Linked DNA regions of Mus musculus: region 2 is linked to region 1. Evidence: chromatin contacts called from public Hi-C data. All regions are on one chromosome and are shown on one strand. The core of a region is the stretch at or near the end of the contact, and the rest is flanking DNA. Distances in the headings are between cores, read along the strand shown.

Region 1 (7,121 bases), core at 2,136-4,635:
CCTGGTACAGCCGATCAAAGCCCTGCCCACTGTGAAGGCAAACCATTTCACCCCACCCCCACGCGGCCTGCTTCAGCTCTGTCTCCTGCTGCCCTACAAGCAGAGCTGCAAATAAAGGGGCAAGATCTGGCCACCGAGACTCTCTGTGAGTAAAGTTTTACTGGGACAACCACACCCCTTCGCCTGTGTCTTGTCCAGTTTCCTAGGTAGGACACAAAACAGGCTGGCTCCAGTCTTCCTCCCCTTCATCGTGCTGCCTCGACTTTCTTCCCGGTTTCCTTCACTCTCTAGATCCCGCCATACTCTGCTCAGGCCTGGGAAGGAGCCACGCAGCCGGTGGTAACTCAGACCCACGAGTGGGCCTGCCGGATTCCTCACACAGCGTACAGCTCTCCCGACTTTGCCCTCCAGTTAGCCGCTGCTGCGTGGGGCCTGCCCGAGTCACGTGGCACTTCTGCCAGTGCCCTCTGTCCACCGACAGTGATCTTTTTTCCAGCCGCTGCCCCCTCCCCACCCTCTCTCGCCCTGTGTTCCTCCAGAGAGGCCCCCAAAGAACAGAGGAGCCTCCGGATTCCAGCCCTGGCCCGACTCCACCCTGCGCGGATGCCAACAGAAACCCCGTGTTTGCCTCGATTAATCACAGGCCCAATCTGCAACTTGAGCCCCATGCACCAGAAATAAATGGAAAAGTGCAACCTGACCACAGAAGTATTATTTTATAAATAAGGCCCTTCAGTAGTGGCTAATTGGATACACATTTTGCAAGATTCGGGAAACATTAAAACTATCTACTCCAATTGGCTAGGAGGGTTCCTGTTACAGCCCGGTTGGTTTTCTGTCCCACACCAGGCCCCGGCTTGCAGAGTCTCTCCAAGCCGTTCTTTCTCCTCAAGTCCATTGCTCCTCTCCCCAGTCTGCGATTGATAACAGTTCTATAAATCACAAGACGGGACAGCCCCCTAATCCTGCCAGCCAGGATTCCCCTGAGGCCAATGCCTAAAGGGGACGCCAATCCCCACACCGACATCCCAGCTGATTTTGATACCATTCCCTCGTGAGCATCAGACAGGGTCAAGGGGAGTTCCGTCCTCCGCCTCAGAAGAAGGAAGAGCCGTGAGGAGAGACTCTTCAAGGTGATAGAGGCCTTTGCTGTGGAGGGGCAGAGGGAGACCAATACTAAAAGCTGTATTCACGTCCGCTGTAAATGGTGGCTCAGCCATCCCCATCACTCAGAAAGCTGAGGCCGGGGGATTACAAGTTCAAGGTCTCCGTGACAACTTAGAGGAAAGAGGACTGGAAGTGTAGCTCCATGGTGGGTGGTGTGATGGTTTATATATGCTTGGTCCAGGGAGTGGCCACACTATAGGAGGTATGGCCTTGTTGGAGTAGGTGTGGCCTTGTTAGAGTATGTGTGTCATTGTGTGGGGTGTGGGCTTAAGACCCTCACCCTAACTGCCTGGAAGCCACTGTTCCACTAGCAGCCTTCAGATAAAGACGTAGAACTCTCAGCTCTGACTGCACTGTACCTGTCTAGATGCTTGCCACGCTCCCACCTTGATGATAGTGGACTTGAACCTGTAACCTCTGAACCTGTAAGCCAGCCCCAATTAAATGCTGTCCTTATAAAAGTTGCTTTGGTCATGGTGTCTGCTCACAGCAGTAACACCCTAACTAAGACAGGTGGCTTACCTGGTGTGAAGGAGGAGGCCAAGCCCAGTTTCTCACCTCACCCATGAAGATGAGCCTGAGAAGGATGGGAGCCCCTCTGTCAGGGCCGTCGGAGTTCCCGGAATCCCCCTGCAGTAGAAGCAGCTTCCCTTTATGTTCGACTTGCCTCCTTGGTGGGATTGAGGAGGTGTCTTAGTTACTCTCCCAACACTGTGCTACAAAAGCAACTGGTGGAAAAGGGGGTTTATTTTAGCTCACAGGTCAGAGTTGAGTTCGTTGTGGTGAGGGGCGGGGGTGGGGGGCAGTCAGCCTGAAGCAGCTGGTCTCTTGCTTGCATCCTTGATCAGGAAATATGGATCGATCGATGGCACAGGCTGTTGCCCAGCTCCCTTCTCCACTCAGACAGTCCAGGATCCAAGCCAAGGAATGGTGCCACCCACAGTGGGCGACTCTCCCTACCTCAATTCAAAAGTTGGAAGATCAAATCAAGATCACCCACCCACAAGCATGTCCAGGGGCCTGTCTCTGGAGTGTTTCCATGATCTGTCATATTGAAAATGAATGCTAACCATCACTGTGGGTTTTCACACTACAATGATATTTTAACTATCAACCTAGTCCCAAATGTCAATATAATATCCTTTTCAGAGATTGGGCTGCAGTTAGTTCTTCTGGGACATTTCTGGATCTGTCACCCATTGGTTTGTCCTAGAAGCTAAATATGTGCCAGAGAAGCCAGGCTTTCTCTGTCTAGCTTAGTGGCTCTCAACTACCCTAATGCTGCCACCCTGTAATACAGTTCCTCAAGTTGTGGTGACCCCCAACTGTAAAATTATTTTTGTTGCTACTTCATAACTGTAATTTTGCTACATAATGTAAATTTTGAATCATGATGTAAATATCTGTGTTTTCCAATGGTCTTAGGTGACCCCTCTGAAAGTGTCGAACTCCAAAAGAATTGGGATCCAAGAGTTGAGAACAACTAGATATACACATGTGATCCCGTGTGGCCACAGTTTGAACAGTGGCTCCCCCTGCTGGCTGGGTGGGGTTCTGCAATTTCCACAGTCCCCCACCATCTCCCGGATTCTGGCACTAGGCTTGGGCTCCTGCCTCACTTATCTTCATTTGGACCTGGAGCATCTGAGGATGTGGTGTCGTCTTAGAACTCCTGCATTTTGGGTACAGAGTGCTGAAAAGCCACAGAACGCTGTCGGGAAGGCAGCAAGACCTGAAAGGATGAAAAGTCCATTCACAAAACAGCCACGCAGGGATGGGCAAACCAGTGCTGCTCAATGAAGCCTTTTTATTTCCCAGCCTACTTCTGATGCCGCACAAAGTGATGAATTAGAGACGCTTGTTTCCTTTGGTTGAAAGAGGAGAAAGCAAGAGAAAAAAGGCAGTGTTCGGGGAGAAGTATAGGAATGAGGTACCCGCAACCGGCAACCGGAAGCCTTGGGCAGGTCGGCTTCCTTCCAAGGTCCCCACTGGGCCTCTGCTCACTGACCCAGGAGCATTTGTCAGAGAGTCTCTGGAATTCTTATATATCACTTGGAAGTAAGAGAGGATCAACGCGTTGTTAACTCTTTGATCTCCAAGTCCGAATTAATGATAGGCATTTTACACAAAGGGAAAACGCGAACTTTCAGAGACGATTTAGGCTAACTGAAGACATCCTGAGCCATCCTGTTGAGGTGCGGGTGGCTTCCTGCGGCACAGCTGGTCCACGTTTGCTGTCTGCGGGTGGCTGGCTGGCAGCAAACAGTAATCTGAGCCAGACAGAGGGTGTGGGGGGATGAAAATATGGGAGGGGAGACGCCCAGGGACTGGCTGCAAAGGGGGTCCCAGGATGGAGGTGGAATGCTTTGGGGAGAGATGGGAGTGTCTATGCCTGAAGATTGAGCTTCATTTATTCATTCATTTCTTCTCAAAATACTCGCAGAGCCTGACTGGTCTCTGGGCTCCCGAGGAGACAGCAAAGGACCAATGTCTTTACATGAGGATTTTACATTTTGGACAAAACCTTTCGCCTGTCAGGGACACAGAATAACAAGTAAGAAAACTCCAAGTCATGACCTGTGGCTCGTTGAAGTGGCTCACCCTTCAATACACTTGTTGCAGAAGTGTGGTGATCAGAGTTCGGGTCTCAGCATATCTTGTAAATACCAGACAGGCATGACCAGTATGCAGACGACAGAAAAGTCAGAATATACCCAGAAGGACCATCTTAGAAAGGGAGTCATCTTAAATCAGTGGCTGAGAAAGGCCTCTCGGAAGACAAGGGTCGGAATCCCCAAGTAAACTGAGAACAGGGTGAGCTAAGCAAACCTCTAAGGTCTAGGCAGAGGCAACAGCAAAGTCTCTGAGACAGTCAGAGGCTTGGAGTATTCTACTCACGGGAGGCATAGGAGGGAGGACAGTGGGTGTGAGGTTGGTTACAGGGCAGAGACCATGCTATGTAAGGCTGCTGCTCCGGGCATGATACCTCTGTTAGAAGGGTGTTCACTGGCCCAGATCGTGACTCTAGTATTTGGGAGGTGAATCCCAGGCTGACCTGTAACTCCCTCCCTATGCCAGACCGGCCTTCAATTTACAGTTCAATTCCCCTGCCTCAGCCTCCCCAGTGCTGGGATTGCAGGTGTGGACCACATGACCTACATGCCTGTGTTTCCATGTAGGGTCTCTCTATGGGGTGCACGCTGGTCCCCAGGCACCTCGTACTAGGAAAGCAAAGCCACTTCCCAATGTCGATGCAATGACCCATCCTCGTTGTCATTTTAATTGGACTTAGGGTCACCAAAAGGTGTGTCTGTGAGGCAATTTCCAGAGAGGCTTAACTGAGGAGGGGAATTCTCCTGGGGTGGGAACAAGCTGGGGTCCCAAAATGAATAAAAAGGAGAAACTGAGACAGCCACCAGCCTTCATCTCTCTGCTTTCTGACTGTGGACGCAGTGTGACCAGCCACCTTACGCTCCTGCTGCTGCACCTTCCCTGCCATGATGACCAAGATGGACCCCTCCAACTGTGGGCCAAGCAAACCCTTCCTCCCTTTCAGCAGGACAAACATGGCTGTATGCACACTAGGGCACCAGCAACCTTGTTTTGTTTTGTGTTTTGTTTTGTTTTTGCCTTATGTATTTGTGTTTGAACATTTTAGGGACACACAAGAAGCTTGTGGCTTAGAAGCAATGGCTGAAGTCAAGGGTGAACATGACAGGAAGGGGAAGGTGGTGGTGTTAATTTCAAGAAGATGCTAAACACAAGATGTGATCATTTTATAGGCAGAGATGAAAATCATGAAGTGACTGGCGACGGGGGCACTCCCCAGGGATGGTCACAAGCGCGGGAGAGAACCCAGTGGATGTGTGTTAGACCTGTCTCCAGAGGAGGTGACAAAGTCTGGCTTAATCCCACACGGGCAGAGGCATAGTGGGGGCAGAAATGCTGGATTGTACATATTTAAGTTGCATTTAGTTGTTTATTGTGGGAGCGTGCATGCACATGCCTGCATGTGGAGATCAAAGGACCGCTTTGGAGAGGTGTCATCTCCTTCCACCATGAGGGTCTCCAAAATTGAACTCAGGTCCTCGGGCTTCACAGCGGGCACCTTTACCTGCTGAGCAGTTTTGCCAGCCATGGATTATGAATTCTTGGTTCTGACATCTTCTCAACTCCTGCCAAGCTGAGACCTCACCTGCTACTCTGCTGTGGTGTTTTCTCAGACTCAGCCCGATTCTGCTTTTCTCAAGATTTTTCTGAGAAAAGCCTTACCTTTTACGATGTCCGCTGGTCCTCGAATCCCCTCCACAGCAGAGGACTCTCAGGTTGGGAGAAGGCATGTGTTAGGTGGAAGCCAGAGGTCTTGCTGAGTCCCCACGATGCACAGTGTGGCCCTGCAGCAAAGAAGAGATTGGTCCCAATCTAGGAAGCCCCAGCCTTTGGCCACCACCATACATCTCTCTTCCTCCTCAAATGACTCTCAGACTGAGGGCCAGGAAGGCGGCTCAGTGGCTCAGTAGCTGAGGATGCCCTTGGATATTCATATCTCTGCCTCTATCACCAGACTCTTGGGATTGTGGGTGTGCGTTGTCACGTCCGGTCAAATGTAATGTTTTGTGGAGGCAGATGGATCCCCAGCTAGTTCCAGACCAGTAATAAACACCTCAAAGGAAAGAGGGAAGGTGTCTGAGAACCAAGAGCAGATACTGCCCTACACACAAATGTATAGAGCCCTGGGTTAGCCAGCTACTATCCCGGGGACTCTAGCACATGTTCTCAGCACTGCCCAATCAGCTCGGTGCAGAAGAGGAAACTGAGGCCCAGATAGGTCGTACCTCCCGGAGGCTGCACAACCTCTACCCCAGAGACTAGGTTTGACCCCGGTCCTCTGGCTCACAAGCCTGGGCTGCTGTTCAGAGTTCAGAGAGCAGTGTGCGGCCCATGTTAGAAGATTATATACTTTCCTTGGGACTCACTCAAAAGACTTTTGTTATTAAAAGGGGGAAGCAAGCTCATGTTGCATTTTTATACGTCCTGAGTCGCTGTTCATAGAGGAAGAACGCGCCTGCTCTTGCCACCCCCACCCCACCCCTCCCACCTCCTTGCGTCGGGCTCCCTCACTACGCTCCCTTCCTCTGCCTTTCATTTCCTTTCCATCCCTGAGTGTCACATAAACCATGATGTGGGGGAGTTCACACAGCAAGGACTCTGCGCTGCTTCCCCAGATGCGACAGAGGGTTGCCAGTCACAAGGCTAGCCCAAGCTCTTGCACCCAGTGTGCAGCTGAGCGGCACAGGGCTGGCTTCCCACTGGCTTACCTCCCTCCTGTACTGGACTCTGCAGACACCCCCGGGTGTAATAGCAACTCCTAGGCAGGGGTCAAGCCACTCAGCCACCCAGAAGAACCTCGGTTCCCTCCATAGTTTGCAGCTCGAAGCCTGAGGCAATACTGTCAGCTCCTAAGCTGGGCACAGCTGCTCAGGGGTTGGCATTTAGAAGCTGGGCTTGTACTGTATGCATTTGTTCTTTGAGCAATCCTGAAGGTCGTACAATCCCAGGGATAGTCAGATAGATACACTTTGGAAGGCTCAGGGACCCTCTGGCACTAGAAGTCGCCCATACCAGAGGGGGAGCCAGGATTCAAACTCATTTCCTTAACCCTCAGAAGGCAGGCATGCTGACTGCTGTCACAGGAAGGCGGCCTGTGCCATGGGCATAGACAGTGACCTGTCCATGGTTGCCATGGCTCTTGTCCCCACCTAACAACTCCCCAGCCTGGCCGCCAGCCTTGGCAAGGACCAGCTCCAAAGTGGAAAACATGTCTCTATATGCTGTATTGAGGGGGTCCCAGGGGCTCAAAGCCAACTCAACCAACCGGCAGCCTTTCCCTGTAGCTATGACAAGATCCAACCCTGCCTGCTGCCTAAGGGGAGCTCTGAAGCTAGTGTCCTTTG
Region 2 (6,437 bases), core at 2,141-4,640, 320 kb after region 1:
AGAGGCAGCCCAAATCAGTGTTCTGGCTGGAACAGGGCTTGTGGACCTTATTTTGTACTGGAGGAAACTGAGGCCCACAGTGGTGAGGTTGGGCCTTGTGGAAGGGCTGGTGACATCCAGGGTTTGGAGGCTCTTCTAAGCTTGTCTTCTGAACCCTCCTCACAGGCAAACGTGGGGACCAATGCTCAGGGTCTTTTGAGGGCCAAATGGAGAAGTGGGCCATGTTGAGTGACTCCAGGGATTGTCTCCCTATTCCTCTCTCTGATCCCCAGCTCATGGTCCAGGGCCCTGAGACGTGTGGGAGCCCAGTACTGAGGACACTTAAGACAGGCTGCTCCCTAGAAGGCCACAGAAACCCAGTGTCCTGCTGACCACTAGGGGGACCTCTCACCTCCACCCAGTCACAGTCCCTTCTCTTTCAGGCTTGACCAGTGTTGGTGACTAGGCACAGGCTAGCCCATCCTATTTTAGCTGAATGGTAGGTGAGGGGCTCTGGGACCAAGTGGCCCAGGATTTCTTTTGGGGTCCCTGTCCAAGGGATGAACTAGAGTGGGTTCTCAAGTCTAGAATGAAAACGGAGTTTACATTTATGTCCTGGCAAATCCCCACAAACCCCCAACCCATTGAGGGCACCCCAGAGCCAGGCTTTCAAAGAGCCCCTTCCCACAGATCCAGGGTACATTTGCTTCTACATTATATCCATCCCTCCATGCCCCTCCACTCATGTTGGCAGCAATGCTAACTGCACTAACCTGTATTCTGGCACACAGCCCCACTCCCTGCCTTAGACCCTACCTAGATAAACAGAGGGAACTGGGTTATGCATGCCCTCTCCTTGTCAGATAGGGAAACTGAGTCTCAGAGTTTGAGCAAGGTGGCCTCAGGGCTCATGTGACTTGCTCTCACTTGAAACAAACAACCAGGGAGAGTCATCCAAGGTCGCCAGAGCCGCCACTGCAGCAAGACACCACAGTGTTGTGACTTCTGGTCAGGTCCCGACACGACGCGCCGCGGGGAGGGCGGAGGGCTGAGGGCTGCGGCGGGAGGGCGGCACGACGCGCCGCGGGGAGGGCGGCGGGCTGAGGGCCGGAGGGGCCTCTTTAATTCATGAGCTGCTGGCAGAGGCCCCGTCTAGGGGAAGATTGATGGCCGGCTGGAGGGAGCGGTGGGTGGACTCATAAAACTGTCGGCAGCGACCATAAATCAGATGAATATTCAAGATGCGGCTTCGCCTCCAAGCAATTCCCCAGCCCTGCCGAAGCAAGATGGATCACTGCAGGAAGGTGCGCGGTGGCCTCAGAAGCCCTTGGCTCCCTCCCTCCCCAGAGTGAGGTACTCTGGACACCCAGAACTTCTGTTTCTGCCTAGAAACTCAGGAATCCGCAGAGAGGAAGAGCCAATTGCAGACCCCAGACCAAGGCAGATCCCCCTGGGCACACACTTGTGACAGTACAATCCATCTCTGTAAGACACAAATATCAACTGCAAAGGACTCTGTAGGGTGAGGGATGAGGGTAGGCAACAGAAAACAGCCCCCTCTCAGATCCAGGCCTAGAACATTCCATGCCCTGAGAGTGACCGACATCTCCGAGCCAAGCAGTGTTGGGCTTTCATGTTCTGGACAGTGGATGCACGTGGGGCTGGGACCTCAGAGCAAACTCAATTCCACCTCCACCCCAACCGCCACTCCACCCCTGCAACCGCCAAGCTCCCTCCATGTGACCACACTGACTTCTCCTTCTCATGGCTCTGTCTCTTTGGACTTGTTTAGGGAAAGGCTAATGGGAGTCTGAGCTAGTCTTTCTAGAATGTTCTCTTGAGCCAATAAATCTAAATGAGATGCTGGGAGGTGGGTTATGAGGAACTTCTGGGTACAGCCTAGAGTCCAAGCCCCTCCTAGCTCCTACCCAAATCTCTATGAGCCAAGGGGCCTCTGTTCATGTCTTCACCAATTGCAGGTGCTGGCTGTTTTAATGGCTTGTGGTCAGATGGTATCTTGAGGGAGAATTGCGTACTCTGCAGAACTCATACAGCCTCCTGAGCCCCCAAGCTGATCAGAATGAGCTCCACAGGGCTGCAGTGGGGCCTGAGACTATGAAGGCTGAGACTCAGACAGACCCTCTCCAAGCTTCCTGTGCCTGTCACTACATTGGGGTGCAATCCCTCTTCCCACCAGCCAAAGGACTGTGTGACCAGCACTGTCTGCCTCTCTGTTGTCATCTTAGGCTGCTGTCCTCAGGGCCTTTGCACTGGCTATTCCTATTGCCTGGACTTCATCTGAATGCAGATGTCTGCCCCTTGACTTTGGTGGCAGCCAACCTACATGGGTCAGGTGCTGGGAGCATTGCCATGGCAATCCCTTCATGACTCTCAAGCATGGCCATCAAGAAACAGACTCAACAAAGTATGGCACTTGCTCCAGGGCACAGCTGGGGACAGGGAAGAGGCCTGTCTCAGAGGAAGACTGTGGACCTATGCCCCCTTTGGAGTGGCCCAGAGTCTGCCCAGGGAGGAAGCTTCTGCTCTGGGTCAAGGGGATGTGAGATGCAATGTTCACACCTGAGGAACTGCATTCTTCCAGCTGAGCAAAAGGGAAGTGCTGGGCCCACTCACTTCCCTGTTTGTAGTGCTTCTTTCCCAACGCTGGGCTCCTTGCAAACCATGGCACAAGCCAGCTTAGAGTGGTAGCTCACAGTGGGCCTTGCCCCAGTGAGGAAAGAATCAAATGAGCATCACCATGGCAACCAGCTGTCAACCTAGGGGCTTAGCAACCAAGGTCAGGGCCCCTTCCCCACGGGGCTGCCTTCTCTCCCCCAAGCCAAGGAAGCTAATATCTCCATGGAAGGGTAGAGGCTGTTGCCAGAGACTCTTGTGGGCCCTGACAGTCGTTCTGATTTCTCTTGCAAACACTGAAGGCATAAACCCCCTAAACACCCCCTCTAAAGCTGTTTCCCCCTCACCCCCCCCCCCTCAAGAGGTAAAAGTTTCTTGTTCTAAACTTCAGAAGAGCCTTAGCAACCTGGGCACGTCCTGGGCAGACAAGTGCGTCATGGAAAACTTGGAGCTTGCTGATTGGCTGGTCTCTGCTGCAGCGATGCGAGTCCCTGAACACTCAGGAAAACAACATAATGTATTCCTGTCTGCAGCTCCGAGCAGAAGCTCATTTCGTGTCTTGTGTTTCCATTTCCCGAGGATTAATAAGTGTGGAGGGGACGCGGGCTTCGTGCCGAATATTTATTTAGTCAATATACACATCAATTTAGCAAATTAGAGATTGCAAGCCATTTCTGAGCACGGCTGTAAAAATAATAGCTGTGCTTTAACTGGTAATGGATTCGGGGGAGGATGGCCGCTACGTGCTTGGCACTGAATAAGGACACAGAAGTTTAGTTTGTCGAACTTCACAAAAAGCCTGAGTCACTGTGGGTGTTTGTGAAGGAGAAGATAGCTAGATTCCGGAGACAAAGCCAAGGAATGGGCTCAGGGTCTCTGAGGAGACCAGCAGGGTCCTGACACCCAGTGGGAGGGGACAAAGAGGGTCTTAAGATACCATAGGAGGGGACAAGGAGGCTCCTGAGCCACAGTAGGAGGGAAGAGGAGGGTTCTTAGAAAGAATGGGAGGGAGCAAGGAGGGTCCTGGGGCATAGTGGGAGGGGAGAGGAGGTTCCTGGGAGGGGACAGGAGGGTCCTGAGATACAGTGGGAGGAGAGAGGAGGTTCCTGGGAGGGGACAGGAGGGTCCTGAGATACAGTGGGAGGGTAGGGAAGGGTCCTAGGATACAGTGGGAGGAGACAAAGATGGTTCTGAGACCCAGTGGGAGGAGCGAGGAGAGTCTACGCCGCCCCCATAGCTGTGTGGGCAGGCTTTGGAGATTCTGGCTCTGTTAGATGTGGTGGTTTGTTCTCTAAGATAAGGCATTCACAGCCGCCTCCCCCTCCCCCCCGCAGCTGTGACAATCCCAAAATGCCCCCAGACCTAGGCTCCGTTGGAGTCTCTCTCAGTTGGGGTGTATGAAGGAGGGGAGAGTCTCCGGGCTGTATGTTTTGTTTATGGAGGCCCCACCTGCGAGCTAGATCTGCAACCTGCAGAACATCTTACAGTGCAGTCAATGCTCCTTGGTCATAGGTGGGAACCTGGAGGCTCAGAGCACCCTACTGAGCTAGGGACTGTGAGCTTCCCCCTCCCTGGTCCCTGGGAGGATCTTCTCCTCCTGTCCTCTCAAGTGTCCCTTCCTCTGAGCCCCCTTCCCCTGGCCTGGGCTGGTCACCTTCATGATCCATGTTCCTTCATCCCTTCTGAGTTCTCCACAGGCCTTGCTTGGCCTGACCCAGACTGCATTCTTGTCTATTGAAGAAGAACCTACCCAGCCCCTGCCTCTGCACTGATGAACCAAAGACTTCCAAACTGGTCCTGGTCAGTCAGCAAGCAGCAGGCAGAGATGCCAGCTGCCCACACTATGTATCAGGCCCATATCTTTTGGGGGGGGGGGTAGAATCCTTACTCTTTAACTTCTAAGCACATGAACTTGTGCCCAAGTGGTGACCAGCAAGGCAAAAGTGGAGGAGTCATGTGTGTTATTTTCCAGAAAAATTTCTTCCACATCTACTTCTCTTTCCTGGCACCTGGGAAGGGGACTTGATGGCTGGAGCACCAGCAGCAACATTGGATTATGAAGTAGAAATATTGTATTAAGTATAGAGGAGCTTAAGGGAGAGGGGATCTGGTCTTTAGTGATTTTTAGGTGTCTTGCAGAGTCTGAGCTTCCTTCCTCTGGGATTTTATTATTCAGAGGTGAAATAGATTATTTGGTTTAAGCTACTTAGGATGGTTAGTTTTAGCCATCAACTTGGCACAACCTGGGAAGTCTTCATAAAAGATTATCTAGATAAGGTTGAGAATGTATGTAGGGGAATTGCCTTGATTGCTAACTGATGCAGGAAAACACATCCCACTGTGGGTGGCACCATCCCCTAGGCTGGTGTCCTGAGCTTTGTGACAATGGAGAAATCTAGCAGAGAACAAGCAAGAGAGGAAGCATAAAGTCATTTCTCCTGCTCCTAATGATGGGTGTGGTGTGCTGAGCTGCTCTAAGTTCCTGCCTTGACTTCCCCACAGTGATGAACTGCAAACTGAATTTGTAAACTGAAGTAAAGCTCTTTACCCTCTAAGTTGGTTTTTGTCAGAGCGTTTTATCACACCAACGGAAATGGGACAGGACAGAAGTTGGTACTGAGGAAGTGGGGCTACTGCTGTAATTAGTCTGAATTTTTAAAGAAGCTTTGTTTATTTGTATGTGCATGGGGCACATTACCTACATGTATGTTTATGCACCATGTGTGTGCAGTACATGGGGCAGCCAGAAGAGGGCGCCATATCCTCTAGAACTGGAGTTAAAGATGTCTGTTAACTTTCACAGAGGTGCTGAGAACTGAACCCAGTTCTTCTGCAAGAGCGGCAAGCTCTCTTAACCATCTCTCCAGCCCCACATATATTTTTTGAGGGGAGGAACATGGAAGACTTAGGGGTGGAAAAGCCACGGGATTCTGTGGGCAGGAAGTTTAATGGCCCTTTCTGTGGAGCCACGGCAGACAGGAGTACTGACTGTGTTGTACACAGGGGAAGCCCAGCTTACAAGGTTTCAGAGAGGAATGAAGCTGGAGGCCATTTGTGTGATGTTTTAGCTAAGATCTGTGTGTGCCAATCATCTGGGGCTGAAAAGGTAGCTGTGATCATATCATCAAGGAGATTAGAACCAGTGAGGTGAAACTTTGGGTGTTTTGTCTGGATAATAGGATCCAACCAGTCTCTATGTATCCATGCATCCACCCACCCACCCACCTACCCATCATCCATCCATCGTCTACCCATCCATTAATAATCTATTCATCCACTAATTCATCCATCCATCCATCCACCCACCCATACATTCATCTACCTGCCCATCTATTCACTCACTCATCCATCCATCCATCCATCCATCCATCCATCCATCCATCCATCCATGCATCCACCCACCCACCCATCCACTTATCTATCCATCCATCCCTATTTCAGTGTCCATATTGCCTCCACCCTACAAGAGGTGAGTGCTCTTGGCGGCTGGAGATGGGTGGTCGCCCAGGCACATTTGTAGCTGGGTTAAAACAGGGGATCACACCTGGAGGTTCTGAAAGGGAGGGATGAAAGGAGGGGTGAGTGCCAGGGCACAAGTGTGTGTGATGGGAGTGGGGGGTGGGGTTGGAAAAATGACCTCACTTTAGGCTCAGGAAGGTCTTTCTTTTTGTTTTTAGAGTCAGGGTCTCACTCAGTAGCTCATGCTGGCTCTCTATGCACCTGCCCCTGGCTCTGATGCACAAGCCACCTAGTCCGACTCAAAGTGCTAGAATTACAGGTAGGCACCGCCAGTTCTGGCTCTAGGAGAGTGCTCTTGATCAAGG

What was found. Hi-C and Micro-C count contacts between places; a contact is called where the count stands out from the background.
Region 2: a Hi-C map of nephron progenitors shows a contact between it and region 1, with 2.5 times the contacts expected there. The contact joins two enhancer-like sites. A contact is called at or near these places in 1 of 15 datasets of contacts at CTCF or cohesin (embryonic stem cells), 36 of 484 Hi-C or Micro-C datasets (B cells, the Ba/F3 cell line, CD4 T cells and 18 more), 2 of 115 datasets of contacts at active chromatin or transcription factors (acute myeloid leukemia and astrocytes) and 1 of 9 other capture datasets (embryonic stem cells).

The regions. Positions count from the first base shown.
Region 1 is chr2:172,845,671-172,852,791 of GRCm38.p6, forward strand. Gm36254 (a long non-coding RNA gene) reads right to left here. Exons shown (of 4, transcript XR_375354.4): 3 at 5,440-5,561; 4 at 2,955-3,698. Among named protein-coding and RNA genes, the nearest start is that of 1700055K11Rik, 11 kb to the right of the region's middle. Within about 2 kb of position 3,386, at least 6 of the 459 cell types and tissues checked have an H3K27ac peak or open chromatin away from gene starts, as enhancers often do. A contact at or near this core is called in nephron progenitors, where this site is marked.
Region 2 is chr2:173,170,536-173,176,972 of GRCm38.p6, forward strand. No RefSeq gene overlaps it. Among named protein-coding and RNA genes, the nearest start is that of Pck1, 21 kb to the left of the region's middle. Within about 2 kb of position 3,391, at least 188 of the 459 cell types and tissues checked have an H3K27ac peak or open chromatin away from gene starts, as enhancers often do. A contact at or near this core is called in nephron progenitors, where this site is marked.